Regions from separate parts of the Mus musculus genome. Here region 1 is linked to region 2. The links are chromatin contacts, called in public HiChIP or PLAC-seq maps. All regions are on one chromosome and are shown on one strand. The core of a region is the stretch at or near the end of the contact, and the rest is flanking DNA. Distances in the headings are between cores, read along the strand shown.

The links. HiChIP or PLAC-seq counts read pairs in DNA pulled down with a chosen protein or histone mark.
Region 1: an H3K4me3 HiChIP or PLAC-seq map of forebrain shows a contact between it and region 2, with 3 times the contacts expected there. The contact joins the promoter of Tmem200b here to the enhancer-like site in region 2. A contact is called at or near these places in 1 of 39 promoter capture datasets (hippocampal neurons) and 4 of 115 datasets of contacts at active chromatin or transcription factors (embryonic hindbrain, embryonic limb bud, embryonic stem cells and 1 more).

Annotation. Positions count from the first base shown.
Region 1 is chr4:131,919,817-131,924,424 of GRCm38.p6, forward strand. Tmem200b (transmembrane protein 200B) reads left to right here and starts at 1,955. Exons shown (of 1, transcript NM_001201367.1): 1 at 1,955-3,324. The coding sequence starts at 1,955. The coding sequence ends at 2,809. Epb41 (erythrocyte membrane protein band 4.1) reads right to left here. Exons shown (of 21, transcript NM_183428.3): 21 at 3,613-4,608. Gm12992 (predicted gene 12992) reads right to left here and starts at 213. Exons shown (of 5, transcript NR_102393.1): 1 at 1-213.
Region 2 is chr4:131,241,615-131,246,769 of GRCm38.p6, forward strand. No RefSeq gene overlaps it. Among named protein-coding and RNA genes, the nearest start is that of Gm25261, 4.9 kb to the left of the region's middle. Within about 2 kb of position 2,562, at least 56 of the 459 cell types and tissues checked have an H3K27ac peak or open chromatin away from gene starts, as enhancers often do. A contact at or near this core is called in forebrain, where this site is marked.

The DNA.
Region 1 (4,608 bases), core at 705-3,204, 680 kb after region 2:
CAAACCACACCGGCTCTGAAACCATTCGGACAGCACCAGGGAGCCAAAGAGGGTTTTCAGCAAGGGGCAGATGCACATTTGGGACGGTGCTCTGTGACGTTTGCAGACCAGTTGGCAGGGACAGGCGGCGGGCAGACTGCAGGGACTTTAAGAGATGGAGTTGCCCGAAGAGGACAGTGGCTACAGGAAAGAACCGGCTGGTTCTAGATGAAGAGGAGAGCTGGGGCCTAAGTGTGCTCTGGAGGTGAGTGTGGACCTCGCCAGTGGAGGTTTGGGTTCTGGGACCGATCAGGAGTCCCAGGCAGCTGAGAGTGAAGCTTGTGCCCTGGGCTTGTGGTCTCAGTTGTGGGAGGGACACCCGGAAGACAGGGGATCCACACACCCGCCCGGGCGGCGGGCGAGTGAGTAGGAAGTCAACACAGGCAGATGCCTCAGGCGTCAGCCCTGGAGAGCAGAGGGAACGGGAGGGCTCAGCGTCTGTGGGGCAGGGGTGCCTTCTCCAGATCCACTTGGGAGGCTCTGCGGCCGGGGGATGCCGGTCTCCGGGGCCAGAGGGGCGAGGGCCGCGCGCGCAGCCGGCTCTCATTAGTACGGGCCGCGGGCTAATCAATCCCAGGCGGGGGCTCCCGGGCCGAGTCCGCATCATGGAAACTGGCCGCGCGCCCGGCGGAGCGAGCGGGGCCGTCGGCGGGGCCGGCCGGGCGCCTCTCCGTCGAGGGCGCGGGCGGAGGCGGGTCGCGGGGTCCGGGGCGGGGCTCAGCCATCCCGCGCCCTTCCTGCAGCCGGCCCGGGGCGCAGCGGGGGTGCAGGGGTCCGGGCCGGGTCTGCAGGGCCTCGGGCCGGGGTCGCTCCGTGCTAGGCCCGGGACGGGCGCCGCTGCCGCTTCTCTCCGGGACACCGGGGACCGAGACCGGACGCCCGGACCCCGCTGCCCGCGGCCTCCCGGCGCCGGGACCAGGGCACAAGGCCTCCTGGAGCGGCTCCAGCGTGCGGCCCCGACCCCGGGGCGGTGCTGTTCTGGCCCGGACGCGGCCCACGGAGGCCTCGGGCGGAGGAGGCTGGAAAAGAGGCCAGGCGGCGGGAAAGGGGGATGATTCATCCCCGGGAGCCCGAATCGGAAACACCGCAATCTGGGAACAGCCTTGCCTGGGCCGGCGAGCGATCCAGGAGGAGAGTCCGTCCGGCGAGGACCTGCGTCCAGCACTGGCAGTCCCCTGCCTCCAGCCCCGGCTCTAGCCCGGCCGTGGGGGGAGGGGGAGGCCTCTTCTGGAGGAGTGGAGAAGAATCCTGGACAAAGTCCGCCGTTGCCTCCTCTGCTCTGACTGGCTGGTCTCGGCCAGAGCGGTTTTTCCCAGAGTCTAGCTCAAGTCTCTCCTGCTGCAGCTCCAGTGCCGGCTGAGGAAGTCTGCAAGGAGGGGGCGAGCAAGGAGAAGCCGGAGTCAGAGACACCTCCGCCGGCCCTCGCTGCGGTATGTAAAGCGCAGTAAGGGGGAGGTGGGGCGCGCGCGCGCGAGCCCCGCAGCCCCGGGCGATCCGAGTACCCCCTCCCCTGGTTACTTCGGGGCGGCCACGTGCGGGGGGTGGGGTCGAGCTCGGGAGGTACTTACCCCGGCCGCGATCGCAAGGGGGGCCCGCGCGGGTGGGCGGGCGGGCGGGCGAGCAGAGCGCGCGCAGGCTGCAGGAGCCCCGCAGCCCCGGCTGCACCCGAGCCCCGCAGCCCCCTCCCTGCGCACCGCCCGCGGGCCCGGCCAACGCTGGCTCCCAGCTCCGCTGCGGAAAACCCGAGCGGGGGCGGCTCCCTGCCTTGCGGCCCCGGGAAAATCCGGGGGTGGCCGCCAGGGATCTCCAAGCGGCCGGCCGAGGCGGCCCCGCGCATCCCTCCCCCGGAGCCCGGCCCGTCGGGTCAGTGTCTGCCTCTCTGCTCTTCCCCGCAGAGCGCCCGGACGACCGCGCGATGACGGCCGGGAGCCCCGGAGACGGCGGCGCGCGCAGGAGCCCCGAGGGCCGCGTTTCGCGCCTGGGCCGCCGCTTGGGCCGGCGGAGGCGGCCGCGCTCCCCGCCAGAGCCGCTGCGGGTGCGGGCTCGGCTGCGGCTGCGTTCGCCGTCGGGGGCGTTCGCGGCGCTGGGCGCGCTCGTGGTGCTGGTGGGCATGGGCATCGCCGTGGCCGGCTACTGGCCCGGCCGCGCCTCCCACACCCACGCCCCGAGGACCGGCCGCGCGCACGGGCCGCACGAGCGCCTGCGGCTGCTGGGACCGGTAATCATGGGCGTCGGCCTGTTCGTGTTCATCTGTGCCAACACATTGCTCTACGAGAACCGCGACCTGGAGACCCGGCGTCTCCGCCGGGGCATGCTGAGGGCTCAGGCGCTGCGGCCGCCCGACGGCCCAGGCTGGGACGCGCTGCTGCCCAGTCCCGCGCATGGGTCCCCGGGCGCCGTCGCGGAACCCGAAACTTGGGACCTGGCCCCGAGGAGGGGCCCCTCGCCCGTCCCGTCGGTGCGCAGCCTGCGCTCTGAACCTGCCAACCCTCGATCGGGGCTGCCTGCCCTGCTCCACAGCTACCCGTTGAAGGGCCCGGGGCTGCCACCACCCTGGGGTCCTCGGACTCAGACTGGACACGTGATCATCACGGTGCAGCCCTCTGGTTCCTGCATCGAGCACTCCAAGTCTCTGGACCTGGGCCTAGGGGAGCTTCTTCTGGGGGCGCCAGCAACTCGGGACTGTGCCCACCGAAGCTGGCCACGGCTGGACCGACTCAGTTTGGGGGGCTATGCCAAATTAGGCGGAGATTTGGGGGCCCGGGTCTGAGGTTCAAGGTATAACCTGCTGTGAGGCTACCAGTGTGGACCATGGGACTGGGACACCAGAAGTCCAGTGCCCAATAGCTGCTCCAGTCACCTCCGAGGCTAGGATGGATATTGTGGTGGCAGCAGCCGCCAAGGCTGCTGACCTGCATGTGTAGCAGTGCCAGCTGCACCGAACGAGCTCCAGGGGCATGTGTTAATGTGGACACCAGCATGATTCAGCCTCAGGAATTTCTTCAGCCCATGTGGCCTTAGCCCAGGACCGGCACCTGAAGGGCTGCAGGGTAGGCCAAGAGCACCGTGAGATGCACAGGGTTCCTTGGCAAACAACAGTGGTAGGTTGGGATGTCCCAGGCTGGGACAGGCTCCGTCTAAGTTGGTAGTCCTGGTGGAAATGGGACCACCGGGGGAAGGTGGGCGATGAGGTGGAATGAGACCCTCTGCAGCTGTCTGGGGCAGTGACCGCAACTCTAACTGCCACCACCTCAGGTCTGTTCTTCCTTCAGTCAAGTGGCTCTGTCCCGGCAGGGCTAACTACTGCCAAAGCCCTGACCCTGGGATCGGACTGCTCCCCTGGAGACAGGTCGGTCTGACCTGTGTGCAAAGCCTCCCCCAGCTGGCAGAGGCACCCTCCAGTTCTCAGCACTTCCTTCCCACTGCACCCTAGCCCAGTGTGGGTAGCTCACTGCACTCGGCGGCGGCGGCAGCTTCCCTTCCCAGGTATTAAATTAATTTTCCCATGCTTTTGTTAGAAGAGAACTTTAAAAGTGGATCAATCCTCACAGTCAGGCTTTTTTTTTTTTTTTTAAAGTTTATTGAAAAATGCCATACAAGAAGCAAGACCAAACACCTAAACACTACAGCCACATCTGTCACTACGAAAGGCGCAGACAGCAGGCCCAGTTACTGCCTATCTCACCTAGGGGGTTTTCGGTTGGACTCTGCCGGCATAGTTCCTATTTTGTCAAATGTAAACAACTACTTGATACGATTCATAATTTTTAAAAAATTTACAAAGCTCCTTCATTTTTGTCATGAAAATAATATATCTGAGAGAGATTTGTAAAAACAACCAGCCTAGGGCTGATATTTCCCATGAGCGAGCACTGGGGGTGCTGGCTAGGCCATAGCTACAGCTCCATTTCTCAGAATGGGCCAGGGCCCTCAGACCCCAGAATACATCCCCGGAATACATTGCTGGCCTGGGGGGAAGGGCCCCCGGAGTCAGCCTCCTTGGGAATATAGGGCTTGATTGTGGGTGGGTGGCAGAGATCTCATGTGGTTTGAAGGAAATCTACTTCTGAAGTAAAAATAAAACTGCAGTTGGGACTGTTACTGTGGTGTGCCTGAGTCACTTTGGGGAAAGTCCTGCCAAGTCTCTGACCCTGGAGATGGGACTCCCCTCCCCCTGCCCCTCAATCTTTCTACCTGGACAGAGCCTGTTCTTCACACACAACTGCAGAAAGAAAGAAAATCCAAACAATTACCATATCCCAGGATCTGTTGCCAGAGCCAGCAGAGGAGGGGGAGGAGGCTGGAGGGACATCAGAATTCTGGTCCAATTTCCAGACAGAGGCGGCAGCAGAGGGACAGAGTTCAGGTACCCCAGGTCTGAGGTCCTGATGGGGATGGCACGATGCCCAGTGGGCAGGCTCCTCCTGCTCCTCCTCTTCAGAGCTGGTGTAGCTTGAGCCCATGCTAATCCAACCCCTACAGCCCAGCCTTCTCTGGCTCAGTTCCAGTCTGCAATTCACTTCTGAGAATGGAACCCAAGCCCATTTCTCTCCCACCTGGGCTCCCCCT
Region 2 (5,155 bases), core at 1,312-3,811:
CTGGTTGAACTTGTCTAAGTACTGGTCCTTCTAGGTGGCATGAAGAAGCCCTTGTAGCTTGAGGGGACAGCTGGTCACTTTTCAGGAGATGGTTTCTCCTGCTTTAGGGTACAGGCCTGTCATCATGGATAACTGCCCTGCTATGAGAGTGATCTGTCCTGTGAGACTTGGCTGTTCCTAGAATCCAAGGTGATTTCAAGTTTAGGGCTATGATTTATCTCTGTCCTCTCAGCCCTGAAGGGGTCATGTAGACAGACACTCCTTGAACGATTAACTCGCCTGAATAGAGTCAAGCAGGAGTCTGACCCAAAGCAAAGGAGAAAGACAAATGAAGGCAGAGATGCCAGGCTTTTGAACCGTGCCTTATGGGTATAAGCAGGGAGTCTGCTTTTGAGCAAAAGCAGCTTCTTTTTTTTTTTTTTTAGATTTATTTATTTATTTATTATATGTAAGTACACTGTAGCTGTCTTCAGACGCACCAGAAGAGGGCATCAGATCTCATTACAGGTGGTTGTGAGCCACCATGTGGTTGCTGGGATTTGAACTTCGGACCTTCGGAAGAGCAGTCGGGTGCTCTTACCCACTGAGCCATCTCACCAGCCCCCAAAAGCAGCTTCTAAATGTATGTTACGTGTCTACTGTCTGCAGTGGAATTATATTCCAAAGGGCTCCAGCCCTGTGGTGTGGTACTGACTGTGGCCTTCCTGGCTCTCAGGAAGCCTAGGCAATGGCCCAGTTCTGTACCAGGCAAAGAGCCCGACAGACCCAAAAACCTTTCCAGAAGCCGCCTGCTGGGAGTCACCAGGTCCCGATGATTTAATAATGGAGCAAATGAAAGCTAGGTTCCCTAGGGAGATGGCTGAGCTAATCTGAAACAGGGCTGAGGAAGTTGACCTGGTTTGGGCTGGTTATGTGGGGCTGGCCTTCAGGGACTGCTCCTTCAAGGGAGGAGATCAGTAAGGTTTGGAGTGGTTAAGTGGGGGAGGTCTGGGTGTTGCCTGCACTTCCAGGCTAGGCGAGGATGAGGGGGAAGGCTGTCAGAGGTGGGTGGGGCAGCTTTCCTGTCCTTGGGTGTGGTCCCCACGGGAGGTAGCCTAAGTTACTGAAGCTTTGTCTTCCCCAATCTGCCTTCAGATCCTCGGGACCCAGTGGGCATGGTCAGAAGTTTATGTTTGTGGTTAGCATTTTAAACATGGATGCTCTCGCTTTGTTGATTTGCTGGGAATGGGGGAGGGTAGGACAAAGACAGACAAACCAATGTCTCACCTTTCACTCTCTGGATCCAGAGCATGCTGTGCTGGTCATGCTTGCCCATTACAGCTGGTATAGTCCATGGCCGGCCAAACACCTGCAAGACTTGAGGTCCTCTTGCCTTAGGATACAGCCCACCCTGCTCAGGGCCAGTTGAGGGCGGTCATACACTGCACCCCAGGATACTGACAACCTCTCAGTGTTCCCTTTTGCATGGGACACTCATGGTTCTAGGATGTTTTCTACTGACTGGGGTCTATGCCTTTCTGTCCAGCGCTAATGTAAAAAGAAAGCTCTTATCTGTCTACCTGGAGGGATGCTCAAATGTTACTTCCTGCCAGTGTCTCCTCTGGCCCCATCCTGAAGCTCACAGCCTGGACCTGAGCATCCCCAAGGCAAGTTCATCCACTATTAAACTATCATAATTGGGTGTGGGGGCAAGTGCTGTAGCGTGTCCTGTGGTGCTCAGAGGACGACTTGTAGAGTCAGCTCTCTCCTTCCACCTTAAGGTGGGGTCCAAAGATGAAACTCAGGTTGCCAGGTTTGCATAGCAAGTGCCTTTGCCTGATGAGCCATTTCACCAGCTCCTTCCTGGTGTCCTTGGTTTTCATCCCAGAGAAACCCTCTCTGTCCCTACAGCACACAATGATCACTGTCCATGCCGGCCGGCCTCAGGAGAGTCCTAATGATGTCACCCTGCATGGCTCCCTCCCTAACACCGTTCCTCCCATGATGGCCTTGATTACATCCGGTATCTATCTCTTTCTTCCTCCCAGCCCAGCACACTGGCTCCTGGTGACTGAGACCTATTTGTCATTAGCTGTTTCTCCAGGTCTGCACATAGCAGGGCTCAGTGAGACTCTTTGGAGTGAATGAGGGTGAAGGCAGATGCTTCCAGCATCCCAAACTCTTTCCTTAGAATGTTCTGGACTTGTTTTCTGCCCCCGGGTACCATCACTTCCTGTCCTCTGTTCAGGAGGCTTTCTCCACAGCAGAAGACCAGAGGCAGCTGCCCTCCCCCCAGCCCTCCCTCCCTCCCTCCCAGTGACATTTTCTGGCTCCTTCCTGAGCTCCTAATAACAGCCACATTTTAGAGGTTGGAGGAGACTAGACAACTGGGTAAATCGCAGTTTTTTAAAAATGGGCCAAACATGGATTTACACAATAGCCTGTGACAAACGTGTCTTCAGGGGACGAGCTGGCAGCAAACATCCATTTTTCCAAAGGGCGTCACAGCCCTGGGAGAAATAATGAGGCCTGTTTAAGAGTCTGATCACTCCCCAGTGCTGACAGGCTGGGGAGCGAGAACTGCCTGCCTGTGCTTCTGTGCGCCCTGCAGTTCTATTCTTGGGCCCAGATAAGCATCCTGCTCCCAGGGGTGGCCTGGCTTGTCCAGCTTCTCTCCTCCTGCCTCCTGCCTCCCTCCTGCCCATACATTAGCTTAGGGAGTGTAGGGGACTAGAAGCTCCTGGGAGCCTAAGGCCCCAGGCGTTCCAGATAACCAACGAACCCTTTTGTTTTCCTGCCCCTGTGCTGGAGCCTGTAGCAGAGGGCCAGTGGAGCTACTAGCCATTACTTTGAGTCTTTGTGCACATCTAGGGTTTTTTTTTTTTTTTTTTTTTTTTTTTAGTTCCTTTCTTCTCTCCACCTGACTCTGGGTCCATTTTCTCTGCCTCTGTCATGGACTAGAAGAGAATGTGAGCCCTGTGCAGGCACCCGAGTATCCATCCTCCTGAGATGGTTTATCCCATTGTCAAATTGGCTAGCTTAGGAGTCACACCTCCACCCCACTTCCACCCGTATCTATGAGGGCATTTCCAGAGAGGTTAATTAAGGAGAGACGACTTATTCTGAAGTTGAGCTACAGCATCCTGTGGGGTGGGGTCCTACAGTGAATAAAAAAAAAATGTGGAGCCTGAGAAAGAGAGGTGCATTGTGGGCCAAAGACACTAACACCGGCTCCCTTGAGGAAGCCCAGTTGTTTGAATGACAAACTGGAAGAACAGGACATCCAGGAGGGAGGGACAGCCACAGTTCACTGGGCTCAGACCTGCAGCCTTTAGGTTGGAATTCTCCAGAAGGTTGTCCAGGTATTCTGGGGCAGCCCTCTCTGCCTCAGGCAGATCTGCCTTCAGGGACAAGGGAGGACGGCTCCTTGATAGGAGTGGGGAATGGGAAGGAGCAGAAGTGCCTGGGGCTCCTGCTCACTAGGTTTTGAGGCCCAGGTAAGCTGGAGGCACATCTGCAATGAGGGGACCAGGACTTCCCTTGCAGCCCTGATAAAGTCATTAGACTACAGCCCACTCAGGGATCAACCCTGCTGGCCACCAGTCATCAGCCCAGGACTGTAGGGCCATGCCTGAGAGTCTCCTGTTGAATAGGATTCTGGGAAAGAAAAGCTCTTCTCTCTTCTATGACCCCCACAAAGGTCGCCATCAGTTCAGTGTTGGGACCCCAGGATGATTGGGAGAGTCAAATGTCCACCTCGATGGAGCCACACCCCATCTCTACTACTACTACGTAGCTCAGCTCCTACACATGGATTTCTGGCTGTGAAGAGGGTGTTTCCAACAACTGAGGAGAGTTGGAGACTTGGGATCTCAGTGGACTGTCATTGCCCCACCCCGTCAACACTCCTTCCCATGCAGTAGGGACGGACCACGGACACTTCAGTAGGCTCCTACTCTGGTGAGCTGCACCTGGCTGATGGGAAAGGTGTCTTGTACTGAGTTGATGAGGAAGGGGTGCGTCTTGCTGGCTGTGGCAGCAGGGCTGGCATCCTTCTGTATGGAAAGCTCCAAGAAAGATAAGAAAGGCTCGTCAACCTCTCCCCTGTCAGCAGCCCACAGGAAACACCACAGACTCACACTCCACTCAAACACTCCCTCTTTATCTCAATGAAGACCCTGGTTTCATGTCTCTTTTTCTTCCATTTCTCTTGACCCTGCTATTGCTGGCATACAGAATACCAGTGTGAGAATACGGGTGAGCAGGAAACACATCGTTCTTAAAAGGTTTGGTGAAGCTTCATTGTGCCTCTTAGGGCCTCGATTGTGATGAAGAAGGCGGGAGGCAACAGGACCTTGCTGAGCTGGAGGAGGAATGAACGAGGTGGGCAGAGCTAGTGAAGGGCACTGGCTAGGGGAGGTCCTCTGGGTCTTCAGACTCGGGTAGGGACAGGAAAGGGTGGTGACAAAAACTCAGACAGATCTGCCGTTAGGCTAAGAGCTGGCACTGTGAAGGGGCTCTGCCTGGGCTCTGTCATACACTTGACCCCATGGGTGACATTCCACAGGGCTAGAGAGGACAACTTGACCAGACTGTAGCCCCCTATAGACCTTATGCTGGGATCCAATAGCTTTGTAGCTCTGAGCTGCCTTTTAGAGCCACTTGACCCTTCCAGCTAGGTCTGAAGAGACCTGAGGGCAGATGCTTTCCTCAGTACCTGCAACTCAGGCCAGGGCGTCACTGAGGGGCAGTGTTTGCAGTGAAGTCACTGAGCCCACCTGCCACATGGAGTATTGTGTTACCTGAAATCAAGTCTCTGTCTCTCTGCCTCTGTCTCTCTCTCCCTCCCTCCCTTCCTCTCTCCCACCACTTTTTCTCCTGCCCTCCCTCTCCTAAAAGTGCATGCATTTGGCTCCTACTTGGCCCCAGCATAGAGACCACTCAGAGAGACCCAGTGGCTCTCCCAAGGGCTCACAACAATGTCATGATCACAATCCCTGTACTTAAGCTTCAGTTAGCTGGGTATACTGAGCCCAGGTGGCCTTAGTTAGGGAGACCAAGGTGGGAGTAAGGGTCTTTCCATCCCACTGGCTCAAGTGCAGTTACTACAGTGGCTAGCTCAGAGGTTCCACTCCCGTGGGGAGTCTCCTCTGGTCACTTCCCTCCTGGGAGAACC